Linked DNA regions of Mus musculus: all the other regions are linked to region 1. Evidence: chromatin contacts called from public Hi-C and targeted proximity ligation data. All regions are on one chromosome and are shown on one strand. The core of a region is the stretch at or near the end of the contact, and the rest is flanking DNA. Distances in the headings are between cores, read along the strand shown.

Region 1 (3,978 bases), core at 537-3,036:
TCCCGTGCAGAGCCAGTCTCTAAAGAGTAGGCCACCCACAAATAGCAGCGGGAGCAGCACACCTCCCATCATTGGCAGGCCTGGAAGAGCTCCCTACTTGCTGCTTATGTAACAGATCTCAAAGGCCAAGGCTCTCAAATTGGGACTAGAGACCCCTGAAGGCAGGAACAAACACTCTGCCTGGGAAGCAGGAGCGATGGAATCAAGAGTGGGTTTCCTTGTGTGTGCTGGGTTTATCTCAAGACATGTCTTCCTTCTCCCAAGAGCTTCTAGGAACAAAGTCCCTAGCCAGAACTGAGGACCCAACTCCAGCCCAAACCTGACTGTGAGGTCTTATCTTCAGGCTTCTCCCTCCTAATGAGGACAGGAGGGTCTGGGAACCAGCCATGCATGAGACCTGGGAGCTAGACTAGCAAAAATCCAATGAGCACTATGTTTACACAGAGCCTGTCCCAGTATTCAAATGAGATCGTGAATGGGACCAATCAGGAGTGAGCTATAAACAGTGACAGAGAAAGCCTGTCAAAACCTGAGAGTGTTCTCAATTCAGGCTGCTTTTCTGTGCCACCCCAACCCACCCACCACCCACCACCCGCCATCCACCACCCACTACCCACCACCCACCACCACCTAAGTGTTAGAGAAAATGTGGGGAAAGTGGAAAGAGAAACACCAAGAAAAGATCTCTGTTTATCCACCCATTGTGGCTCTACTTGCCACCAGGCCAAAAAAAAAAAAAAAAAAAAAAAAAAAAGGGTGGGGGGTTTAACTTGGATCAGCATTAGGACCCATCCATCATAGCCTTGATGGTAGTCAGGAAGAGGGGGAGGGTGACTTGCTTTAAAAAAAAGGTAAAAATAAATAATATAAATTATTTAACTGACAAAATAATATTCATAATAAATCTATATTTTTTCTATACTTAACAAAAGAAAGGGAAACTTATAGAAAAACAAGAACTGTTCTAGGCATATGCAAGACTACATAGTTCACAGGAAGGTCAAGGGTCTGAGAGAGTGTACCTAGTTAATAAAGCAGTGCTACAATGTGGATGTGGTGCAAGACGAGGTTCTCCAGTTACTCTGAGGTGGACTACATCTCCTCTCCATATCCAGCTCACCAGGCCTCTCGCTGAACTTACAACTTGGCCAACAAAAAGGAAAGAGAGATGCTTTCTGTTTATTCTAGGTTTCTTTTTTCTTTTTTTTCCCCCCTCAGTATTTTGTTTTGAAACTCTGGTGGAAAAGCTTTCTTGAGACCTGGCCAGCCTCTATGCTGCAAAACTTTCCAAACAAAGGCTTCAGGCCTTAGGGGTTTTTCCAGGTCCTCTTGATTCCTGTAAGCTACTTGGGCTTTGTTCACATCACCTAAGCGTCTATTTCTATCCCTGCTCCCTATGCCAGCTCTCTAGACCACAGCTTCCTGATATCGGCTTCCCAGGTATATGCCCCTCCCTATCTGGAAAGAGAGAACCCCAAGAAGAGGTCACTGACACTAGGCAACATCTGACAAAGGGGAGGTGACTGTCAGGAAAGGGAAACTGAGTCATGTTTACCTCCTTTCTACCATCCTTCCTTACTGCAACCCTTTTGAATGGGTCTCAAGAGTTTGCCTGTGTCTAAGAAAAAAAGCCAGTGGAGGCCCCTAGCAGCAAATACCAAGTATCCCTTGAGGAACTATTAGCATTGTGGCCAGACATGGAGCTCCAATTCAAAGACTGCCCACATTCCTTAGGTTTGGCTGTGCTGCTAGCCACAGAACCGGAGACAGGAACACTCAATGGCTAGGAACACTCATTGGCTACCCGGCTAGCCACAGAACCAGCCAACACTCAACAGCTCAAATGTCACTCTCTCCCTCAGCTTGTTTCTCTTCCTAGAATTCCTATGGAAATTTTCCTATGAAATAGATCAGAGACAATGAACAAAGAGCTTTCCCTTGAGCAATTATCTTCCACTCCCTACCCTTTGGCAGATGAGAAGGGAAAAAAAAAATCACTCGCAGATTGCACAAACAAAATTTGGTTCTAAGGCATATAGGAGCCGAGAGAAGTGGGCAAGCATTCTTCCATTGGTTCAATTGTCTGATCTAAATGAAAGTGAATTCTTAGGATTCCCACTTCAGCTAGCATCTTGGAGCAAAGCCAGCCCTCAAACAAAAGCACTGCATGACCTGCCAACAGGGATTGTCACCAGGAATAAACATCTGTACACTTAACTCACCCCAGAGCTCTGGGAAGCAGGAAATCCAGGCATTTGTTATTTCCGTGGAACAAACCAACCTCGATACAACAAGAGACAATAACAAAGCAAAGTGACTGACGGGAAGAGAAAGAGGTGTGACTGATGGAAGGCAGAGTGGAGACAGGACAAGGGTTTGCCCTCAGGAATGTGAAGAGAAAAGAACGCATGACTGGCATTTACAGCCACATCTTCTAAGCACAAGGTTTTACTTACAGGCAATCCCAGTATGCTTGCTTGACCCTGGGTTTCATTTTTTCCCCCTTCACAACAGAGAATAACTTGGGAAAGCTTGTTTGTCACAGTGATTGAAGGTTATAAATTTCAATGACCACATGTATATAAAAATTAAGTTTCATAAGATATTCATGGTTTCTTGTTATTCGGAGATTTTAACATCTCCAGTTACATTTTAGAATCATGATTGCATTTTACAGTCTCTGTCATCAAGACATGATTGAGAAAGTTGCCGGGCTGGTGAGATGGCTCAGCGGGTAAGAGCACCCGACTGCTCTTCCGAAGGTCCAGAGTTCAAATCCCAGCAACCACATGGTGGCTCACAACCACCTTTAACAAGATCTGACTCCCTCTTCTGGTGTGTCTGAAGACAGCTACAGTGTACTTACATATAATAATAAATAAATTAAAAAAAAAAAAAAAAAAAAAGAAGCTGTTTTAAAAAAAAAAAAAAAAAAAAAAAAAAAAGAAAGTTGCCGCTGTTAGTATGTGTAGACTATATTGAGCCATAGCTACTCATATGATGGCATCAGAAAATAACCACTCAGACCCAGTTCCTAGTCAAATGGGACTCTATTCCAGCCAGCTGAGACTATACCCAAGTGTTCAGGGACCTAGGCAGAGCCCTAGGAGTCCAGAGTCCAGGGGTTTTAAAGGTAAAAACCATATCTTGGTATTTCACTTGGCAGCTGGAGAGGGTACATCACAGAAGCAAGCAATTTAACAGACTCTGAGAAAAAGCTGGAGGTTCTACAGAAACAGGTAGTTTAACAGAAGCTAAGTTACCTAGGACATCCGACCTTGGGTTCCTAGAATAAAATTGGATCATTTTCCCTGGAATTCTCCATCAAGGAGATCAAATTATAGTTAACCCAGACATGGCCCCAGCAAGAAAACAAGATGGAGGAGCCTCTGCACCCATCTTCTTACCTGGTCACAATGAAGTTCAACATCACTTTAAAGTCTTTTCAAACTAGGTCTATGGTATTGACATTAACTGTTGCTTAGGTGTTTCTGAAAATATTTCAATATGCTCTGACATTCAATCAAAAGGTTTTGAATATGTAGAAAGTCACAGAAACAGGGTAGTGTAGGGTAAATGTGATCTGGGGTGGGGTGGGGTGGGGTGGGGTGGGGTAGAGAATAGTCCAGTGTATGTAGCAGAAGATACTGGCAATGAGCAGAAAAGTAAGTGTGGTAGAAAGAAAGAAGCAATGCACCTCATAACAGCCAGGAGCTTCACGTGAACTAAGAAACATGTGCACAAATTTTGTGATTGAGGTATATAAATAATAGCTGCCTATTGCAAGCCAAGGCATCATACCACACCACCAGCTCCATATCTGCAGACATAGCTCCAGGTCCATAGCTCAAGAACTGTCTTTGCCTGGTGAGTTCCTGAAGTGGAAACTTAAGGGTTCTTTGGAAAGTCATTTGGATGGTGTTTTGCTTGGGCAAACAAGTGAAGGAACATTTAGCTGAAGCAGACACAGGAGAAAGG
Region 2 (4,243 bases), core at 161-2,660, 340 kb before region 1:
CCTAGTTTGTGGCCATTTGCCATGGTAGCCCCAGGGAACTGATGTGACCTTCTTCTAAGATAGTCTATTGGGGCCAAGTGAATATTGCCTCAACTCCCCGCCCGCCCTTCCCCCCCACCCCCTCCCCCACCGCAAATTATGCATATGTGCAAGCAAAAGCAACTAGTTGCACATAGGAGATCCTCTAAAATATCCCTCCCTCTGGCTGGGGTCTCTAACATTCTACAATGAACACAATTACATAGTGTGAGCTGGACCAAAGCTTTGCCATTAGAAGTCACTGATAGACACATTTATATTTGTAAAGCATAGACTGGTTTTTCTATGGGGCTATATAACTCTTTTATTCCAAAAATAATCTAAAAAACAGGAAAACAAAAAGCATGCCTTAAAAGCATAAAATGTTTTAAGGGAGAACTAAAACTTTCATTATCATCCATATTAAATGGCCTGTCACACTTATGAAACCCTGAGCCCACCCGGGAAATCCAGTTGGCAGCTGATTGGCAGCTGATGACTCATTAGCCCTCGCTGTGTTCTCACTCAAAGAATGTCCCTGTATGTGGCATTTCAGGCAACAGCAAGTGATAAAATCAAGGTAAGCAGAGACTGAGCTAACCTTCAAGCTTCTGGAAGCAGCTGTACAGACTACATAGCCTGTAGTCTAAACTGTTATCTCAGATGGGGAAGCAGAGAAATGGGCAAGAGGATAAGTTAGAGTTCAGATCACAGCTCTTTCTCACCTCTATGGACATGATACTTCACTTGGCTAGAACGTAGGTTCACAACCATAAAATATGGGCAATACTTGTAATAGGTTGCTATACAAATTAAACTGGGTGATCTTTGTGAACCCTTGGTTTAGTCTTTGGCATAGGGCACATTCTCAGTCAATACTGACGGTTATTCTTCTGAACAATGTAGCCATGGCTTAGTAGCACACAAAAAAGAGACTCATACTCTTGTCTTAGCATATGTAGCTGTAGCTGTAGCTGTAGCTGTAGATGTAGATGTAGATGATGTAGATGTAGATGTAGATGTAGATGTAGATGTAGATGTAGATGTAGATGTAGATGTAGATGTAGATATGATTCTAAAGCTTTCTTACTACTTTTTGGATCACAGCCCTGAGCCCCAGAGAGGTGAGAAAAAGGTGGGACATACACAATTAGAGTATGTGAATACAGGAAATGATCTCAGAGAATATCTTAGAAATGCAGTAATGACTGGAGAGATCCATGAAGGACAGAATAGTAAGACTAGAGGCATGTGTTTGCAGCTAGCCACATCACTCCATGGCCATTGTCTCAGTGGAATAAAGTTATTTCTGAAAAAAAAAAGAAGAAGCATACATCCCTGACATTTCTGAGCATTGCATGCTTTAATTTTTATTGCAACATCACCACTTCCTGCGAAGTCTGTTACTTTTAAAGAGGCAAGAGGCATTGTATGTAGAAATACAACTTCATGTTATTTCTCATCAAATCGTTGTGGTAAAAGTCTCTAGAGAGCATTTTCATACTCAACACGCCCCATATTTCAAACACAGAGATCTGTAAACTTCACAAGGAATCAGTGTTCATGAATAAGCAGACATGTGATATTGTTTAAAAAAAAAAAAAAAAAGAGCCTCCACAGCAATCCTCTCCCTCGCATACAAAGAGGACTCCTCAGCCCCCTCTCATTTGTCTGGATTTTGTATCCATCCACTTCTATCTGGTCCAGCATCTAATTAACATCACAGTGCATCTGGCAGATGCTTCATTTTTCAGGAACTGAGGACACTGTCTGCAGTCAGGTCACACATCCAAATTAGCTGGTCCTCCCTGCACAAATCACAGTCCCACTCATTCTGTAGTAAGCTCCGCTGGCTCACATTTAAATGATGCTCTTAATCTTTATCCTTCCTTTTCTCTTCTTAAGAATTAGACAGGAAATCCTAGATCCAAATAAGTGCTCAGCTCACAGCTTCTCCATAAGTCTGCCATAAAGGACAATGACTGCCAAAGCAACTGCAGAGCAATATGGAAGATAATGTTCTACTTTGTGAGCAAATTTCTGTCTATTGAAATGGGCTGGTTTGCTCACCCGACTTTTCTGTCCCTGGCCTTAATGGAACTGTGGCCTTGGGGAATAGCAAAAGTGAAGAAGTGAATGGGTAATATAGAAGTAATATTCTTGGCTGTAATTTAAAAGAATGCAGTGTTTCCCCAACAGAACCTCTGTGCCGAGCAAGAGACAGCAGTCATCTTTATCTGCAACAAATTTGATCAGCATAAATTCAAATCTCACTTTCAGCAAAATAGCCTAGAAGTTTATTAGTCACTGTAAGATCAGCTTTCTTTATTTTAAAAACATTATCATTCTTAAAGATGTTTTTGCTGTTGTCAATTTCTTCTTTTCTTTTGTTTCTTTTTCTTTTTTGTTTCTTTTGGCCTTTTCTGTCAATAATGCCCTCATTGGTAGATTTTTTTTTTAATAAGGCACAGTTACCATGTGTTATAGGCACAGTTACCATGAGGATGTGTTCATACAATATGAATCTCAAAATCATGGACTTAGAGTCTGTCCTAGTTAGGTTTCTATTGCTGCAACGAACACCATGACCAAAATGCAACTTCCTTTTCCTCCCAAAATCTCCCAAGAAAGGTTTACTTGGCTTATATTTCCATATTTGTATTCATCAAAGAAAGTCAGGACAGGAACTGAAACAGGGCCAGAACCTGAAATCAAGAGCTGATGCAGAGGCCATGGTGAGGAGCGGCTTACTGGCTTGTTCAACCTGTCTCTTATAGAACACAGAACCACCAGTCCAGGGATGGCACCACCCCTAATGGGCTGGGTCCTTCTCCATTGATCACTAATTAAGAAAATGCAGAAGACTAACAGAGTCAACTAACCTGGACCCCTGGGAGCTCTCAGAGACTGAGCCTCTAACCAAAGAACATACATGGGCTGTTATGAGGCCCCACACACATGTAGCAGATACACAACTCAGTCTCCATGGCCACCTTTTCTGGCCTCAGCGGGAGAAGATGCAATGACTTGATGTGCCAGGGTGGAGGGATATGCAGAGGGGTAAGGAGGTGAAGGGTAAGGAGGATGGAGGGAGGGACTTTAGTTAATGAATTTAAAAAATAAAAGAAAATGCCTTACAGGGCATCTTATGGAGGCATTTTTCTCAATTGAGGTTTTCTCCTGTCCAATTCCTCGAGCTTGTGTCAAATTGACATAAAACTAGCCAGGACAGTCTCTCGATAAGCTGCTGAAGAGAAGTATGCTCAGAGCCAAATCAGATATACGTCAGTGCAGCCATTGCTGGAGCACCAACTAAAGGAAGCCCACCTCACAGACTGGTTTGGATGCAAACTTCAAAATCAAGAGCTGCACAGGAATGTGTTTGCTCAAACCTGCTGTTCTTGTCTTTGGATCTCATATTCCTCCAGTCATGGGATTGAAGGTCTATACAGAGATGCTCTATAATTCACGGGCAAGCCTTTGAAAAGATGCCATTGATGCAAACCCTACACAAAAAGGTTCTAGGAAACAATATAAAACAGGCTCTAGCCAGAGAACCAAGTAAAGCTTTTACACATGAAACAGAAGGAGAAGGGAGACGTCCAAAGCTGAGATGATCATCTCTTACCACCAACTATATGACCATGGCAAATATCCAAAGTGGAGTCTCTCAAATATGTCGTTTTATTTCATTTCTATGTGTTTATGCTAAGAAAGACAATGCCCCAAATAAAACATCTTATGCCATCAAATAAAACACTCAGTGCTATTGATGGGTATTACCACCTACCTTACCACCACCACACACCCAACCAGCATAGGCTTGTGGTTATACACTACAACCTGATGATAAGGCCCTCTTGCTGAACATGTAATATGTGTCATTGAACAATGAGAAGAAGATCTGGTGCCTAAGTATAAGCTTCAACCTGACTGACTAGCATTTATGGTGCTTGAAGGTTCTCTGCACACTACAGAGGGAATACTTAATTATTAGTATCAAGCAACTACAAACTCTGAGACCTCCTACAACAGCTACCTGCCTGCAAGGGGACTGGTGCAATAGTGGTACAGAGGTCATGGGAATAAGCAATGACTGGATTTAAGGTTCACTGCATCAGCTGACATGGCTAAAGTGGATAAGAACCTGAAATCACTTCGATCACGGTCTTAAGGATGAAACCTACAACTACTATTCTGCTATGCGAGCATAGCAATAAAATGG
Region 3 (4,085 bases), core at 1,564-4,063, 420 kb before region 1:
CTACCTGAACACCAACCCAGCCATAAAACCCTCCACCTACAATCTGTCTTGTCTGAAAGGTGTGCTTGTAATACTAGTAGGAACGGCCAACCAATGTTTGGTTTAGCTTGAGGCCCCCACACATGAGGGAGCCCATGCCCTACACTAGCAGGCCAGGAACAGGAGAGTGGATAGTCCAGAGGTCTAGGGTAAAGCCATTCATACACACACATAATCCCTAATGGTATTCTGCTATACTCATTGATCAGTGCCTTGACCATTTGTGACCAGAGCTGCTCCCCCTGCAGCAGACAGGAGTGAGTGCAGAGACCAACTGCTGGACACTTTGCAGAGAGAAATTCTAAATTGGAGTTTTCCACCAGATCCTTCCCCTCAGAGATCAGGGAACCCTGTGGTAGAGGGGTAGGAAAGACTGTAGGAGTCAAGCAATGGCAAGCAAGGGGGCGTCCATGTGTCTAGAGCAGGTCCTCTGAATGTTATGGCTGTTAGTTTGATGTTCTGTGGGGCAGTTGCATCTCTGACTCTTGCCTGCCCTTGAGACTCTCCTCCTCCTGATGGGTTTGTCTTACTGTATTCGCTTTGTTGTCTTTGGCTGCCATCTCTTGGAGGACCGCTCTTTTCTGAAGAGAAATTGGCAGGGGAAGCAGATATGGAGGGAAAAAGATAAGGTTTTGGAGGAAGAAGGACATGGTGGGAGTCGGGAGGGGTGGGAGGGGGGCGGAATTGTATTTGGGATATGCTATAGGAGAGAAGAATCCATTTTCAAGTAGAACATTACTAATAAAACCAGAAATGTCACGGTGAAATTCATGTGGGTCCTGAGGATGGAACTCAGGCTTGACAGCAAGGGCCTTCAGCACGGAGCCATCTTGCCAGCCTTTCTTCTTCTGATTCTTCTCCTTTTACCCGTAATTTCTTCATAAAACTTTCACTTATTTCCATCCATGTCTGTACTGTGGCAAAGTCTGTGCAACATATAATCAATTCCCCATCCCAGCAGTTTCAGCAGCTAAGCACACTTACTCTGCTGTTCTGAAGGTCTTCACTTTCACAAGACTGGAACTTTAAACCTATAATATAACTCCCCCTTCCTTCTCCCCAGCCCTTGAAGAGCATGGACTACCATAAGGGTAAAGAAACATGCATAAAAGTGTGTTATGATGATCTGTTAGTCAGACCCTGAGGACTCTCAATAGCAGACGGAGGAGTGGCTATAGCCTCAGACTTTAAGTCAAAACAAACAATACCGATCAAACCAAAATTAATGTATTTCTCTATAAAGACATTAATTCATGTTAGTAGCCCAACAGTTCTTATTCTTTATGCAGTTCTGTGGAAGTTTATCTATAAAGTCTGCCTTGTTGGTCTGAAAAAAGTATGTTTAGTTCAAGCGGTAGTTCAGGTCCAGTGATGGGGAGCCTGGTCCAGCCACCTCATGAATCCTCTCATCTCTCGAAGAACCGTTTCTATTACAAGTCATCACCACTCAGACTTCTGCTGAGTGGTGAGAGTTCTCCTCACACAGAAGACAGCACCAAGCAGACCAAGGATCCCGTCTAACGGATGATCTGCTGAGACACAGTGTGTCTTTACACCATCATTTAGAAGCTTGTCTACTAGAGAAACACCATGGTCTATGTAACACAGTTTTTATTTACACACACTTGTACATGCAGACACACACACACACACACACACACACACGGAGACACAGACACAGAGAGAGAGACAGAGACAGAGAGAGCTCCCACTGACCAATATCACTGAATTACGCCATTAATTCAGAAGAAAGTAGAAAATTGGTGATTTACTTTATTTCAAAAACTTAATTTCCAATGCCTTTCTGTCTATTAGCTATTTTGTACTTCAAGATTGAACTAACCTGTTTGCCCAATAGATGATGCAGTCTACCTTTTGTGTCTTCAGGCTTAGATTATAACACAAGTGTCTCTAATTATGAGTCTCATCTGTTTTGACCGTTAACACCCACATTTCTAAACGAAACTGAAGATGCTCTTCCTCAAATGCTGCACTCATGAAAGTGCTGGTTAATTTTGCTATTAAGAAATTGTGCATTAAAAGACTGACAAGATGGCTCAGAGGTTAAAGGCAACTGCAGCCAACCCTGAGGATTTGAGTTCAATCCTCAAGACCCACAGAGTGGAAGGACCAGATCTAAGTGCACCCAGAATTCACAGCCACATAGGTACATACATGTGCACACACAATAAATAATAAAATGCAGTAAGAACTTTTAAGTGTTCTATAGGTTAAACAGTGCACACAGCTAAGTAATACAAGAGAATATTCCCTCTGGGAAAAGATGCAAAAAACGGACAAACTTCTAATTAGGAAAAAATACTTGGAAATCACATGAACTTTGTATTTACATATAGTGCATATTAAAATTTTGTTCAAAATATTTTTCATTGTCAAAAATTGAAATTTTCAAATTTTTATTACTGTTTCCTTAATGCCAATTTATTTTAAATCAGTCATAAACAGAAGCAGATTTTCCAAGATTCATGAAGTGTAGGAGGTAGGAAGGAACTCAGTAACGGTTCCACACATCGTGTGCTGGTAAAATGGACGTAAATGGGTACTTTGCATTTTTTTGTTTAAAATACCAGCTTCCTCCTTTGTCAGTTCTGGGTAGACAAGATTCTTCTGCAAGAAAGCATTCCAGACTTGCATTCTTAGAACTAGCCACGAGAGGGCGCTAGAAGCATTACATAAAGATATGTTGCCTATTCCCCCCCCCCCCCCCCCCCCGCCCCCCGCCTTTTCTTTTCCTTTCTGTATACTCGGGAGTGAAGACAGTATTGCTCTCAGCTGAAAAGCTGCCACTGGGAGACGGGTGCAGAAGAAATGTCTTGTACTGCTCTGCGGTCGGCAATCCATTTACTTGGCAAACTCAAAAGTGAAGCAAGGCCCAGCTTGTCCCTGTTTAACAACGTCGAATGAAAGGCCATTTCATCTCAGGGCTGTTAAGTCCAAATCGAATAATACCTAAGCTGCTTGGGCCAAGCCATCTCAAGTGCTCCGGCACCAGGCAGGGCTTTCTTCGTTGATGCTAAGCACCAATTCCCCCGGTTCTCTCCCCAGCATAGAACTTGATCCTGCTGAGTCCCCTGGCCCACCTTCCCAGCTGGAGTTTCCAAATCAAGATTCAGTGAGAACTCTCACCAGGCTGGCTTGACAATCACTCTGCAGGTGCAAATTAACCCATTCGCTTCATGAATTTCAGACAGTGCCTTACATGTTTGCAAAAGGAAAATAATGCCACGGCAAAAAATTACACAGTCTAACTGTGACTTTTCTCTAAATCCTATTTCTGCTAATGTAACAGTCACACCAGAGATCTACCCCTAGGTATCTACGACCAACCAGATCAAGGGCCAAACACCTATTCCTGAGTACGTCTGACGATGTGGCAGATGCTAATGCACTTCCATTGGCCTGTGATGGACGGAGGAGAGGTCTGGGAGCCGCTGCAACTGTGTAAGGTGTCACTAGACTGTCTGAGGGTACCATTTTTTTTTATAGTTTTCTAATCAACTTGTTGCTAGTAAGCAATAGTAATTCACATTAAGCAAACAGAGGGAGGGCGTGTAATTTATTCAAAGCTCCTGCAATCTGTTTGTTGCAAGCAGCCAGGATCTTGCTGTGATCTGCCCTTCATGTGCAAAGCTCACTTTGCACAGTCCATCTCCCTTCCTTAGGGGAAATCTCTGCACAGAGCCTCCAGACTATTAGCACACATTTTCTTCCCTACATCCCTAGCTGACAGAGCTTACTTGACTAAGAAAGCTGTATTTTTCGAAGATAAGCCCAAGCAGGAGCCACAACCTTCAGAGGGGAGAGCAGAGATGCAACAGAGCCCTGTGTGATGAATTCCACCCAGTGCCTCCTGGAGGGGGCTTACTGAGAGCAGGCAGTAGATCATCCGTTCACTGCCCGCTTCTCACACTTGATCTAGTCCCGTTCTTCGCCCCCCACTGTGGATCACAGCTACACAGCCTGCTTCCTGCTTTCCAGATTGCCAACCTCTCTCCGCACGCACGACATCCCGGGGGTTGCTCTTA

Evidence for each region. A called contact is a pair of places that touch in the nucleus more often than the background predicts.
Region 2: a contact with region 1 is called in a Hi-C map of adipose-derived mesenchymal stem cells, with 1.6 times the contacts expected there. A contact is called at or near these places in 2 of 39 promoter capture datasets (cranial neural crest and neural stem cells) and 1 of 484 Hi-C or Micro-C datasets (adipose-derived mesenchymal stem cells).
Region 3: a targeted proximity ligation map of heart atrium shows a contact between it and region 1, with 18 times the contacts expected there. A contact is called at or near these places in 5 of 130 datasets of targeted methods (the NIH/3T3 cell line, embryonic basal ganglia, embryonic forebrain and 2 more).

The regions. Positions count from the first base shown.
Region 1 is chr19:21,880,574-21,884,551 of GRCm38.p6, reverse strand. No RefSeq gene overlaps it. Among named protein-coding and RNA genes, the nearest start is that of Cemip2, 100 kb to the right of the region's middle.
Region 2 is chr19:22,220,213-22,224,455 of GRCm38.p6, reverse strand. It overlaps a transcript of Trpm3 not described here. Among named protein-coding and RNA genes, the nearest start is that of Trpm3, 230 kb to the left of the region's middle.
Region 3 is chr19:22,303,124-22,307,208 of GRCm38.p6, reverse strand. It overlaps a transcript of Trpm3 not described here. Among named protein-coding and RNA genes, the nearest start is that of Trpm3, 140 kb to the left of the region's middle.